Regions from separate parts of the Hordeum vulgare genome. Here region 2 is linked to region 1. Evidence: chromatin contacts called from public Hi-C data. All regions are on one chromosome and are shown on one strand. The core of a region is the stretch at or near the end of the contact, and the rest is flanking DNA. Distances in the headings are between cores, read along the strand shown. Region 1 holds the start of LOC123410232 (putative tRNA (cytidine(32)/guanosine(34)-2'-O)-methyltransferase). Region 2 holds the start of LOC123412252 (protein HIGH CHLOROPHYLL FLUORESCENCE PHENOTYPE 173, chloroplastic).

The links. A called contact is a pair of places that touch in the nucleus more often than the background predicts.
Region 2: a contact with region 1 is called in a Hi-C map of seedling, with 2.7 times the contacts expected there. The contact joins the promoter of LOC123412252 here to the promoter of LOC123410232 in region 1.

What each region holds. Positions count from the first base shown.
Region 1 is chr7H:562,713,334-562,720,160 of MorexV3_pseudomolecules_assembly, forward strand. LOC123410232 (putative tRNA (cytidine(32)/guanosine(34)-2'-O)-methyltransferase) reads right to left here and starts at 2,490. Exons shown (of 11, transcript XM_045103141.1): 1 at 2,267-2,490; 2 at 2,052-2,145; 3 at 1,911-1,960; 4 at 1,785-1,834; 5 at 1,588-1,696; 6 at 1,449-1,509; 7 at 1,306-1,358; 8 at 832-924; 9 at 457-520; 10 at 194-301; 11 at 1-107. The coding sequence starts at 2,293.
Region 2 is chr7H:563,246,476-563,253,200 of MorexV3_pseudomolecules_assembly, forward strand. LOC123412252 (protein HIGH CHLOROPHYLL FLUORESCENCE PHENOTYPE 173, chloroplastic) reads left to right here and starts at 3,371. Exons shown (of 13, transcript XM_045105199.1): 1 at 3,371-4,192; 2 at 4,316-4,528; 3 at 4,769-4,979; 4 at 5,093-5,168; 5 at 5,272-5,407; 6 at 5,515-5,619; 7 at 5,720-5,797; 8 at 6,105-6,194; 9 at 6,283-6,348; 10 at 6,523-6,579; 11 at 6,648-6,725. The coding sequence starts at 3,521. LOC123412251 (probable histone acetyltransferase HAC-like 1) reads left to right here. Exons shown (of 18, transcript XM_045105198.1): 13 at 82-394; 14 at 494-633; 15 at 967-1,045; 16 at 1,153-1,542; 17 at 1,927-2,144; 18 at 2,258-2,865. The coding sequence ends at 2,366.

The DNA of each region.
Region 1 (6,827 bases), core at 1,240-3,739:
GCTCGGGAGGGGGTATGAACGGTCCGAATCATAACCGCTGAGGTCACCGCAAGCCAGAAACGGAATGTAGACCTTGTTTGGTCCCTCCAACCATCCGCTTCGGCAATCTGCACGTGAAAATAGCATAGAGAAGTTGGTACCATGTATCATATGTTCAGCCTATTGCAGCAGTATAGCAGATCATTCTCAGTACCTAAATCATCAGCCCCAGAAGGAGTTCCCACTTTCTCCAGCAGGTGATACAAGTCTTTCTCTTTGAAGCCCTCTGGAGGTGAGTAGTTCTCGCAAACTGCAAATGCCTCTGTTTGACAAACACAAAGATAAGACCATATAAAACACACTTCCCATCTAGCGGAAAATATGATTGATGTTAAAAAGACAAAAACAACAGAATATCAGTAATGCGATAAAAAGGTACATGACAACTCATTCTCCTTTTAAGCGATGAAGGCTTACCGATACTTGAGTTACGGCTGCTTTTTGGCTTTGCAAATGTAACTTGTGAGAAGAACAACTTTAACTGCATAAAACATTGACAGCAATAAGCACTATACCGTTTCCACATAAGCACCTCGTGCAAACATCTAGACTGAATCAGTAACTTATAAATGCCACTTCTATTGAACAGCGTGTAAAATTGTAGCAATATCATGACAACTCTACCATGTACACTTGAGAGAAAAACTGGATAACAATATAGACTATTTGTAATCAACCATATACAGAAAAGACACATGAAAGCTGATGACTAACTTCCTCGATCAAACAATATGTTTCTGAAGTACATATGGAAATTCCTAACCAGACAAGAAAACCAGCACCAACCAATACCTGGCAATACAGGAGACTTGTATCTTTACCCCGGAAAATCTTCGCAACAAATTTTCCACCAACTTTGAGTACATGAGTCACAATTGTCAGTGCCTAAATGCAACATATATAAATACACAAATTAGCCAAATAAGCAAGCAGCTTGCAAATTTAATCTGCAAAACTAAGCCAAGGAAAATTGCAACTAGTGGAAAACATAACAAGTTAATGGAACCATAGTGTTACACCGTGTTTTTCTACAACATAAACAGCAACAAATTATCCAAAGGTTGAATAAAAATGATCCACTGTTCAATACAAAAATTCAAGTAAGGTATTGCACTGAAAGTAAACATTTTAAGGTAGAATGCCGAACATAAACTGCAGGGTTAAGGTAGCATTATTTTTGGACACTATCTTATGGACACTGCAATTTGCTCCAAAAAGTGTCTCTGATGTAAATTCATATGCAGAGACAGAGAAAAATATACCAACCGCCAATATAAGCTGGGACTGAACAAACTCATCCATATCATGAAGCCCAGTAACTGCAATCATCCAAAGCGAAGTAAGAAACAGAAGTACCATAAACACATGTAACATGGTTATGGACCACTTGTTCAGCAATGCAATCTTACCATCAGGGGCACCATCACAGACAACCAAGTCCGCTTTGCATCCATCGAAGTGCCTGATAACCTGGCAGCATATTTACATCTGTTACAGCAAGCAGAAGTTTCATCACAAAGAATGTATCTATGGGTCTGTCCATCTCACCACTTCCGCTGTTCGAGCATTGGTGATGTCGCCCTGCACTTGTATGACACCTTCTATAGGAGCCATCGGCTGCAGATCGATTGCGACGATGAGAGGAAGGCCGCCATCTCTGGTACAAGCATAGCACAGAAACAATCAGGCACAAAGAATGAAATTATGTTGGAACATCGGGTGTTCGCACTGACGCTGCTACTCACTTGCCGTCAGATGATAGCTTTGCCGGCAGGTACAAATTGCGGCTCAAAACCTGCAATTGCGATTGAGATAAGCAATGGAACGAACAGATGCAAGCATGGATGGGGGAAAACTGGGCGTGCGAGTACCTGGCTCCAGCTCCCAGGGGCAGCGCACAGGTCAACGGCGCGCTTCACTCCTGCACACACGAACAGCAAAATGAGAACACCATGTGGTTAATTTGATGCTGCGCGTCAGTGGAAGCAAGGTGGCAGGAAGGCCAGCGAGACCGTGGAAGATGTTGAACTCCTGGTCGATCTGCATTAGCTTGAAGGCGCTGCGAGCCCTCCACCCCTCCTCCTTGGCCTTCCGATAGTATATGTCCTGGGAAACCGACGGGCAGACCAGCGAGTCGCAGACACGGTGAGGGGCGGCGAAGCGAAACGGGGGAGAGGAGGGGAGGGGGAGGAGCTGGCTGAGAAAGAAAGAAACGGAGGTCGCGTACCCGCTTGTCTTTGGAGGCCTTGCCCATCGCGACGAGGAGCCGGGCGCAGCGCAGGAAAGGAGCGGCGCGGCGGAGGCCGACGGTGGGGTGTGCGCGGAGGAAGGAGGAGCGACCGGCGAGGCGGCGCGGCGCGGAGCGGAGCGGGTAGTCTGTCTGCTAGGTGCCGACTGCCGACTGCGGCCGGGCTGGGCTGGGCCCTCGACGGAATCGAGCCCGTTCTCTTCAGGTGGACAGACTCTGAAAGCAAGTCTACCCAAAGTCCCAAACGACCCTGAACTTAGCAAAGTTTTTCTAAAAAGAAAAGGCAACGCTACGCGTCGGTCATAGATCTTTCTCAAAGACCCGCCGTCTGGCGAGTCATAGAATTCAACACGGTCAGATTTAGCTGTCAGCTTTGCAATAAGGATGATGTTGCGCTTGAAGAGTTAATGTTACGGAACTTTTGCAACAAAGGTATTGTTGAAGAATTTTTTGAGCTGATATTGCAAAAAAGAAATCTTTCACTTTTATACAGGTGTTAGTGAACAAAGTTTTCCAACATTACAAATGTTGCAAAACTCTTTCTTGCAACAGGGAGGATGTTACAAAAAAAAGACCAATGTTGTTCGCCACGAGCTCACATCAAACGATGGTGAGGAATGAGTGACGCTGCTCGTCGCCGCCGACGAGTGCCGAACCGTCGACCAGGTCGCATCGTCGCCATCCTCCTATCCGACGAGGTGGGTGCACAACACGCGGCTGACGGACATATACGGGCGGCAAGCACCACTGCAATGACCGGCACTAACCTCTGGTTGCAAGGGCGCATCGTGAATTCGCATGAGATCCAAATCCCACAAAAGACTAGTTGTTGCGGTGGGGAAAATTACAACAATGGCTCGGTTGCAAAACCAGGTTGCTCCCCTAACCATTCGATCAAGATAGATCCGACGGTCAAAAAGGGAATGGACGCGAGTGTTGGTATGATGGTATCAACCGGCTCATGGCAAACGTTTCCCAAAAATAATGTAGCAAAGTATTTGTTTTACCCTGGTAAAAAGAGAAAACTTAGAAACCCAACTTGGCAAAGAAGTGCAACCTCGCTGATGTGTCCTGCAGTTTGAGGAGGTGAGGTTATTGCTATCTGTTCATTGGCTCGAGTGTCTGAACTCGGGAGCACATCGTATCTCAGCCCCTTTCCAAGAAAGAGGCCAAGGGGGGGAGTTCCCTCCCTTAACTTTCGTTATTTTTTGACTAGGAACTCCATTATTCCATTAAACAGGCGCAGTGAACTCACTGGCCAAGACAGACCTTACAGATACCGGGACATAGTCCAACCAAACCACACGTTCAGCCTCTTGGGCAAAACCAAGTGCGGCAAGCTCGTGAACTAATTTATTACAACCCCGTGGGGCGAAGCACACATCAACAGAAATGAAGTTTAGCCTAATGAAAGAACGCAGATCGCGGAAGATGATTCCTTTAGGTGCCAGGTTGAACTTTGTACTTTCAAGCGTCGTTGCCAAAATTTGAGAATCAGTCTCCAGGATTATCCGGCCCATTCCCCAGAGTGCAGCAGCTTGCAAAGCTTTGCCGCATGCTGTCGCTTCTACCTGCAGAGCACTAGCGGCTCTCGGAATGACGCCCAGACCCGATCCTCAGATAGCACCATCCTCGTCGCGAGCAGCAAATCCCCATCCTCGTCGCGAGCAACAAATCCCCATCCTCCGCGACCGGACATAGCATTGTAGGCCCCATCCAGGTTCACTTTGATCAGATCTTCCCCCGGTGGCTGCCACTTTGCATGGTGCTTCCGCTCTGCACTATTCTCCTTCAGACGACAGGCATGCAGCGATTCGCACGCCCAGTACCTAACCTGCCCCCATCAATTCCTCCAATGACATGATCTTCCCTTTTGCATTAATTTTATTTCTCCTGAGCCAGCTGCACCACAGCAGGCAGCAGCTTAGAGCCTTCTGCTCATCATTGAGCTTTAAGATTTCCTGCAGTACTGAACTTGCAGTCTCATATGTACACATCCGATCACGCAGCTCTCGCAATCCCAGGCCTTCCCACACTCTCCTTGCATCTTTGCACTTTAGAAATAAGTGTGCACCATCTTCATCCAGCCTCTTGCAGAAGACACACAACGTGTCACATTTTAAGCCCCTGCGATGAATGTTTACTAGAAGCGGAAGGCTGTTGTGAGCTAATCTCCACATGAATTGCTTTACTTTGGGCAGGCATGGCAGATCCCAAAGTTGCTTCCAAAACGAGCTAACATCCGAGCCTTCTGTACTATTTTCGTGCTCGCTATCACGTTGTCTCACATACACTATGTAGGCAGATTTGACCGGGAAAAAACTCCCTTGCTATCGAAATGCCACGCTGGGACATCCTCAACCTCTCGTCTGATTGGGGTAGACAGAATCACTGCTACATCTATTTCCCAAAATGTATCTCGAACCAGCGTCTCATCCCACTGATTCGTAACTGGGTTTATAAGTTCATGTACCTTCAATAGCAAGCAATGGCCTTTTGGGGTAACCGGTACTCGTCAGCCCTCTCTATTAATCCATTGATCTTCCCATATCTGCACAGATGCGCCATCTCCAATGTGCCAAATGATGCCCTCCTTTAACAGGTTAATGTTGGAAATATGCCCTAGAGGTAATAATAAATTAGTTATTATTATATTTCTTTGTCCGTGATAATCATTTATTATCCATGCTATAATTGTATTGAATGAAAACATAGATACATGTGTGGATACATAGACAAAACAATGTCCCTAGCAAGCCTCTAGTTGGCTAGCCAGTTGATCAAGGATAGTCAAGGTTTTCTGACTATGTGCAAAGTGTTGTTGCTTGATAACTGGATCACATCATTAGGAGAATCATGTGATGGACTAGACCCAAACTATGAATGTAGCATATTGATCGTGTCGTTTTATTGCTATTGTTTTCTGCGTGTCAAGTATTTATTCCTATGACCATGAGATCATATAACTCACTGACACCGGAGGAATACCTTGTGTGTATCAAACGTCACAACGTAACTGGGTGACTACAAAGGTGCTCTACAGGTATCTCCAAAGGTGTCCGTTGAGTTAGTATGGATCAAGACTGGGATTTGTCACTCCGTGTGACGGAGAGGTATCTCGGGGCCCACTCAGTAATACAACATCACGCATAAGCCTTGCAAGCAATGTGACTAAGTGTAAGTCACGGGATCTTGTATTACGGCACGAGTAAAAAGACTTGCCGGTAACGAGATTGAAATAGGTATGCGGATACCGAGGATCCAATCTCGGGAAAGTAACATACTATTGCGGCAACAAAAGTCCTTCCCTGGTGCATAGGAATTCTTCTTGTTACTTCTCTGATTTGCGTCGGTTTTTCCCTTGAAGAGGAAAGGGTGATGCAACACAGGAGCAGTAAGTATTTCCCTTAGTTTGAGAACCAAGGTATCAAACCAAAAGGAGGGCCTCGTCAAGTCCAAAGTACCTGCGCAAAAACAAACAACTTGCACCCAACGCTTCAAAGGGGTTGTCATTCCCTTCAAGATTGTTTACAAAAGTGAGATCTGAAGGCGAAAAGTGCAACGAAGTAAAAAGTGTAAGGCTGAAAATATGGTGTGGAGTAGACCCTCGGGCCATAGTGTTCACAAGAGGCTTCTCTCATAATAGCAAATATCACGGTGGGTGAACAAATTACTGTCGAGCAATTGATATCACCGCGCAAAGTCATGACGATATCTAAGGCAATGATCTAGCATATAGGCATCACGTCCGAGACAAGTAGACCGATACTTTGTGCATCTACTACTATTACTCCACACATCGACTGCTATCCAGCATGCATCTAGTGTATTGAGTTCATAAAGAACAGAGTAACGCTTTAAGCAAGATGACATGATGTAGAGGGATAATCTCAAACCAATGATGAAAACCCCATCTTTTTACCCTTGATGGCAACAACACGATACATGCCTCGCTACCCCTTCTGTCACTGGGTGAGGTCACCGCACGGTATGAACCCAAAACCAAGCACTTCTCCCATTGCAAGAATCATAGATCTAGTTGGCCAAACAAAACCCACAACTCGAAGAGAATTACAAGGATATGAAATCATGCATAAGAGAGATCAGAAGAAACTCAAATAAGATTCATAGATAATCTGATCATAAATCCACAATTCATGGGATCTCGACAAACACACCGTAAAAGAAGATTACAACGGATAGATCTCCATGAAGATCATGGAGAACTTTGTATTGAAGATCCAAGAGAGAGAAGAAGCCATCTAGTTACTAGCTATGGACCCGTAGGTCTATGGTGAACTACTCACACATCATCGGAGAGGTCATGGTGTTGATGGAGAAGCCTTCCGTGTCCGAATCCCCCCTCCGGCAGGGCACCAGGATGTGCCCCAGATGGGATCTTGCGGAGACAGAAGCTTACGGCGGCGGAAAAGTGATTACGATGCTCCCCCAATTTTTTGTGGAATTTTTGGGGATATATAGGCGCAAAACCTAGGGCAGACGTGGCCCAAGGAGCCCACAAGCCTGGACGGCGCGACCC
Region 2 (6,725 bases), core at 2,121-4,620, 530 kb after region 1:
AATGTCTTGCATTACAAAATAATGAATACCTTATGTGGCATCTGTGATTCCTGTCCTATATGACTAATAATTCCTTCACAGGTACTTATCTATGCTTCGGAAAGCTGTCAAGGAGCGTATTGTTGTCGAGTTGACAAATCTCTATGATCACTTTTTTATCACTACAAAAGAATGCAAGGCTAAAGTAACTGCAGCTCGCTTGCCATATTTTGATGGAGATTATTGGCCAGGAGCTGCAGAAGATATGATCAACCAGCTTTTCCTAGAAGAAGATGATAGAAAGTTGCAGAAGAAGGGGAAACTAAAGAAGACTATCACAAAAAGAGCTTTGAGAGCTGCTGGCCAGACTGATCTAAGTGGGAATGCTTCAAAGGATGCTATCCTGATGCAAAAGGTATAGTTTTATATAATGCACTATTTCTTGATGCACCAAAAATGTATCAGTTCAGTCGTGTCACATGTTATTCTTAGCCATCTGGTTGATGCTGTGCAGCTTGGAGAAACCATTTACCCAATGAAGGAAGATTTCATCATGGTCCATTTGCAGCATTCATGCAGTCACTGCTCTACTCTTATGGTAGCTGGAAAACGCTGGGTCTGCCACCAGTGTAAAAGTTTTTATATTTGTGACAGGTAAACTTACTTCCATTGCATATGTTACTTTCATGTGATGGACCCAATAAATGGCACATCTGTTTGATATATATGCACATGATTGTTGGGGTCTATATATATGCTGCAACTTGTAAACGCAACCAATTATGCCACATTTGACAAGTATGTGTGTGTATATATAGGTAGCAGTATCTTTGTAATTATACATGATCCTCGTGATATGTGACTATGCTTCCCTAATCTCTACACAACTTCATAAATAAATGGATAAATTGTTCTAAGATCTGCTTGCAGCTAGTCTAATATTAGCTGTTACCCTTGTTTCTGTTACTGATGAGTTTGTTATTGCAGTTGTTATGATTCAGAGCAACGGCTTGAAGAAAAGGAGAGGCACCCAAGTAATAGCAGAGATTTGCATGTGCTGCACCCAGTAAGTTCTGGAAAACTTGATTTTTTACTCTAGTTTTTAACTCATCAAATATAAGTGAAGCAACAATGCAATTGCCACAATTTTTTTTACGTAATGTTCTTTCTTAGGTTGACATTGTTGGGGTGCCTGAAGATACAAAGGACAGAGATGATGTCTTAGAGTGTGAGTTTTTCGATACCAGACAGGCATTCCTGAGTCTTTGTCAAGGAAATCACTATCAATATGACACACTTCGCCGTGCAAAGCACTCCTCAATGATGGTGTTATACCACCTTCATAATCCAACTGCACCAGCCTTTGTTACCACATGCAATATCTGCAATTACGATATTGAAGCTGGTCAAGGGTGGCGATGTGAAGAATGCCCAGACTTTGATGTGTGCACAGGATGTTACAATAAAGACGGAGGTGCCAACCATCGTCACAAGTTAACAAATCACCCATGTGTAGACCGTAATGCTCAAAATAAAGAAGCTCGCCAGATGCGTATTCAGCAGGTAATTTATATTCTCTGTAAGTTAAATGCTGAAAAATATATCGCAACACATACATTTTTTGTATGCTGCCTTTTAATTTGGTAACACTCCATACCTTTTTATTGTTTTTTTATTGTTTAGTCTAATGCCAATACTAGTCCACTTGTTCCCTTGAAAACCATATTGGTCCACTTCGTGTGCTGTCAGTTTGTGTATACCATATGTTATCCTTTCTGCCTTAACTGGCAACTTGTGTATTGCTGGCGCTGTGGTTGTGATTTATGGTTTACTCTATGGACTAGGTTATCTATGAACCAGTATGTGCTATCCATTCTCTAGATTAGTCCATGAAGGAATCGATCTTAAAACTAATCTAAGATGATTTTTTTTTTTGTGGTTGTGCAGGCACGGCGAATGCTTGACCTTTTGGTCCATGCGCATAAATGTCGCACCGCTAATTGCCAGTATCCTGATTGCCGAAGACTTAAGGGACTCTTCGGTCATGCAACGAGGTGCCAGCAACGGGCAGCCGGAGGCTGTTCACTTTGCCAAAGGACGTGGTCTCTGCTTCAGCTCCATGCCCGAACTTGCAAAGAATCAAAGTGTACCATACCGAGATGCAGGTAATTAATATCCCTCTCGCTCGCACCACCGCTTATATGTACCTACATACGTAGTGTTTGAGCCATTTCCTCTTGGAATAGACGAGTAATATCGGGTTGCTTGAACACCACAGGGATCTCAAAGCCCATCTAAGATGGACGCAGCAGCAGTCTGAATCCAGGAGGAGGGCCGCCGTAAACGAGATGATGAGGCAGAGAGCCGCAGAAGTTGCTAGGAGTTAGTGAAGCCAGGTATACACACAGGTATACTGTTATAGAAAGAAGACAGCAAAACAGTACATATGAAGTCTCAAGCCCGAAGGACAAGCTCTGGACGGGCGAGCTTGAGCGAAAGATGAGTTATACTGGAGATGAAACATCTCGGTCCCAGCACCCATGCTGACAATTGTCTCAGCATACCGATCGATGGTCTTGCCGTCGGTAACTTATACTGTATTGTTGTGTCGGTCTTGTTCTGTAGTAGCCTGCTCATGTACGATAGGATTTTGGACGGCTCCTTATACATGTGCAAAATAGGCCATACTTGGCGTCGAAAGGTTTTTTTGTTGTTGTTGTCTCGGTTCAGAGAACACCTGTAAGGAACAAACAGATCAGAACAGAACAGAACATGGTTGATATCAGTTATTTCATTTATTTATTATTAGTTCCAGCCCCTGCATTCTGCAATCTGTGTAGGATGGATCTTTATATATATATACAGTACAAAGAATGTCTGACTGAATTGTGGCATCTCATGCCCTTGGTCTCCGGTTCCTGCCCTGCTTGTGGCGTGCTGGAAAAAATAGTCTTGCATTGCATTGCATTGCATTTGCATCTCTATTTGCGACGGGAGTTTCCCGAGCTCGGTCAGGATTATCCAGATTCCTGGAGGCTTTGGGCGTGTCCACGCCATCTCGTTGGACTTGGATGGCTGACTGATCTGGCCTCATCTGGCTGAGAAACACAGTAGTCCCGCACGGAATGGAAGAGGCGGCATGGGGGCAAGTGAACTCGGCATAGCCACGTCGCCGCGCCATGCCACCCGCCACCACGCGGCCACGCCTCCCCCTATCCAGTAGGAGTATGAAATAGTAGCAAAGCGGGGGCGCCAGTCACCCACCCGCGACGGCGACACTTGCCGCGCGCCCATGCGCACGACCTCTGTCTCTGCGCCGTGGGCTCCACCGGGAACTCGGCCCGCAACCGCAGCCACAAATGGCGCCCGGGGCGGGAGCGCCACTCAGGCCGCTGCCTCCCCTGCCCCGCTTTATCTGCCTGCGCGGCCCGGGAGTGGTCACGGAATATACCGGGTAAATACAAACAGGGAAGAGAGCAGAGCTTCTGCTGCCGCTCCTCGTCCAAGGCCCGAGCTAGCTAGCTAACAGTCGCCGGCGGCCATGGTCGCTGCCGTGTCTCCCCCCGGCGCGGCGGGGGCGGCCACGATCATCGCCTCGTTCCACAGCACACACTGCGCGTCCCCGTCCCGCGCCAGGCCGCGCTACCACGGCGGCGCGTGCTGCTTCGCGGCCAAGCCCACGCCGGCGGCCGCGGTGGCGTCCGAGCCGGACCAGGAGCAGGACGACGATGGGGCCGTCCTCGGTGCCGCCAACGGCGCGGACGCCAACGCGCCCACGCGGAAGAAGCGCCGCGCCCGCAAGGGCAAGAGGTCGGCGGCCGCGCTGCAGCAGGAGGCGGCGGAGGAGGAGGCCAGGAGGAAGGCCGAGGAGGAGGAGGCGGCGGCCGTGAAGAGGAAGGCGGAGGAGGAGACCCGGGCGGCCTCGCTGGACCTGGACGAGGTCATGGCCGTGAGCCCCGTGGGGCTGGGCCGGCGCTCGCGGCAGCTGTTCGACGAGGTGTGGCGCAAGTTCTCGCGTCTGGGCCAGATGTCCAGCGCGTCGGCCACCGAGGCGCTCGCCGAGGCGGAGCAGGCCGTGCTCAGCCGCGGCGGGCCCATGTGCGAGTTCACCGTCCCCGGCGCCCAGGACACCACCGTCCTCGTCGTCGGCGCCACCAGCCGCATCGGCCGCATCGTCGTCCGCAAGCTCATGCTCCGAGGCTACAATGTCAAGGTCCTCCTTCCCCCGCGCGCACGCCTCCTCCTCCTTCTTCACTCTCCCTTTCCTCTTCACCGTCATGTTCGCCATTAATGGCAAATTGGCAACCGAGTTGATAAATTTACCATTGTGCAACAGGCTTTAGTTAGAAGGGACGATGCCGAGGTGATCGACATGCTTCCCAGGTCGGTGGACATCGCTGTTGGCGATGTTGGCGATCCTCTGGCTGTGCAATCGGCCGTGTCAGGCTGCAGCAAGATTATCTATTGCGCAACCGCGCGCTCAACCATTACCGGGGACCTCAACAGAGTTGATAACCAAGGAGTCAGGAACGTCAGCAAGGCTTTCCAGGTATTCCTTCTAGCTTTAATTTTCTATTCTTAGAAACCACTCCATCCATTCTTAAGTAGACGTCGTTTTAGGATAAATGCAGTCAAAGTTCTGAATCTTGATCGCCAGTAAACACAAAAATGTTCAGATTTGTCACATGGAAATTATATTAGTGATTTAAGCATCAAAAGTACTTCAATGTCATTGCTATACCTCTTCTAGTTTCGCTAACTTATAATTAGGAAATGCTTTGTTCTCCAGGATTACTACAATGAGATGGCTCAGCTCAGGGCTGGTAAAAGCAGCAAGAGCAAGCTTTTGATAGCAAAATTTAAATCCGCCAAGTCTCTGAAGGGTTGGGAGGTGAACCAGGGATCTTACTTCCCGAATGCATATGTTTCTGGTTCTAGTTTCGATGAAGGTATCGATGCATCCTTTGAATTTTCAGAAGGTGGCCAGGCTGTTTTTGCAGGTAACCCCCCTATGCTGTGTAGGGCACTTCTTAGCAAATGTACTAATTTACCTAGATATATTGATTTTTTCTTCCTAGGTCTTAGTTATCTAATGAACACCCACTTATGTCAGGATTTGTTTTTACAAGAGGTGGGTATGTCGAGATATCAAAGAGGCTCTCTCTCCCTTTAGGTTCCACCCTAGACAGGTATTAGGATCTTTACATTTTCCTTAACAGCTTCAGATTGTTGAAATATCTTGACGCATCACAGTGAATTTGGTGACATATCGATTCTGTCATTCTTGGATAGGTATGATGGCTTGCTTCTTTCAGTGGGTGGAAATGGAAGATCATATGTTGTTATTCTTGAGACTGGTCCACTGGCTGACACCTCGCAGAGTAAGAAGTATTTTGCTCGGATGACTACAAAAGTAGGCTTTTGTAGGGTAAGTAGTGTGCAATATTTTAGCAGTAATAGGTGACTTCACTGCATGTTAGCAATGGATGAACGTATGATTTGATCTCCATTTTTTATTATGTTTGTTTTCTGCAGGTAAGAGTACCTTTTTCGGCTTTCCGCCCTGTAAAACCAGAAGATCCTCCCCTAGACCCTTTTCTTGTGCATACCTTCACAATTAGGTTTGAACCAAAAAGACAGGTCAGTACAACATGATGAATTATTTCCATCATCATCAGCAAATGTTAATTAGCTTTTTATAGCATTAAATTGGCGTCTTAGCTAGTAATGCATTGCGCAGAGACCTGGTGATGGAACACAAGGTGCCACTGACCCCAGAAATTTTGAGCTGATACTGGAGTACATCAAAGCATTACCTGTAAGTTGTTCCTATATTATTTAACTGCCATAATACGCGCTTGTTTTTCCTCTATGGATGAAAAGTCACTTCGTGGCCGAAATTCTTGTATATTTGTTTGGTTTTTCTGCCTAATTGAAGTACAAACCCATTTGCGCGTTCAGTAAAAAAGATGATTATTTGACTGCCCCATGGCTTAAATACTTCCCCTTTCTTTGTAATTCTTGTTTTGCCGAAGGTTTCCTCCCCATGACTTCGTTTGTTGTCATAACTGAACCATGTTCTCTATCAGTTTATTGATAACCATGTATCTTCTACTTCGCTGCAGACCGGTCAAGAAACAGACTTCATACTGGTCTCATGCACAGGTTCCGGAATTGAACCTAACAGAAGAGAACAAGTTCTCAAAGCAAAGAAGGTTCTATTTTTTTTTGGTAACCGTTATGTATCTGTGCCTATCTATTTCAAATGCTCATTAAATCATCAATGCCCCCATGTTCTTCTAGGCTGGGGAGGATGCGCTAAGAAGGTCAGGCCTTGGATACACAATTGTACGGCCTGGTCCGCTGCAGGTACGGCATACTAATACAACAGCTGAAATTCCACCCTATCTTCAACAACATAATAAACAGTCCGTTAGATTGTATCATTGCAAGTAGGATTGCCAAAGCAGACGCTAGTTACTTTTGAAGTGCTATGTGTGTTAAAACTGGTCCCATCATGATCATTCGACCTTCTCTTTGCAGGAAGAACCTGGCGGTCAGCGTGCACTGATCTTTGATCAAGGAAACAGAATCTCTCAGGTGAAATATCATGGACCATAGTTGCTTTCTTGAGTGCCATAATATTGATTCTTGAAGTTGTAATGTAGGCTATCAGCTGTGCGGATGTAGCAGATATCTGTGTCAAAGCATTGCATGATTCCACGGCGAGAAACAAAAGTTTTGAT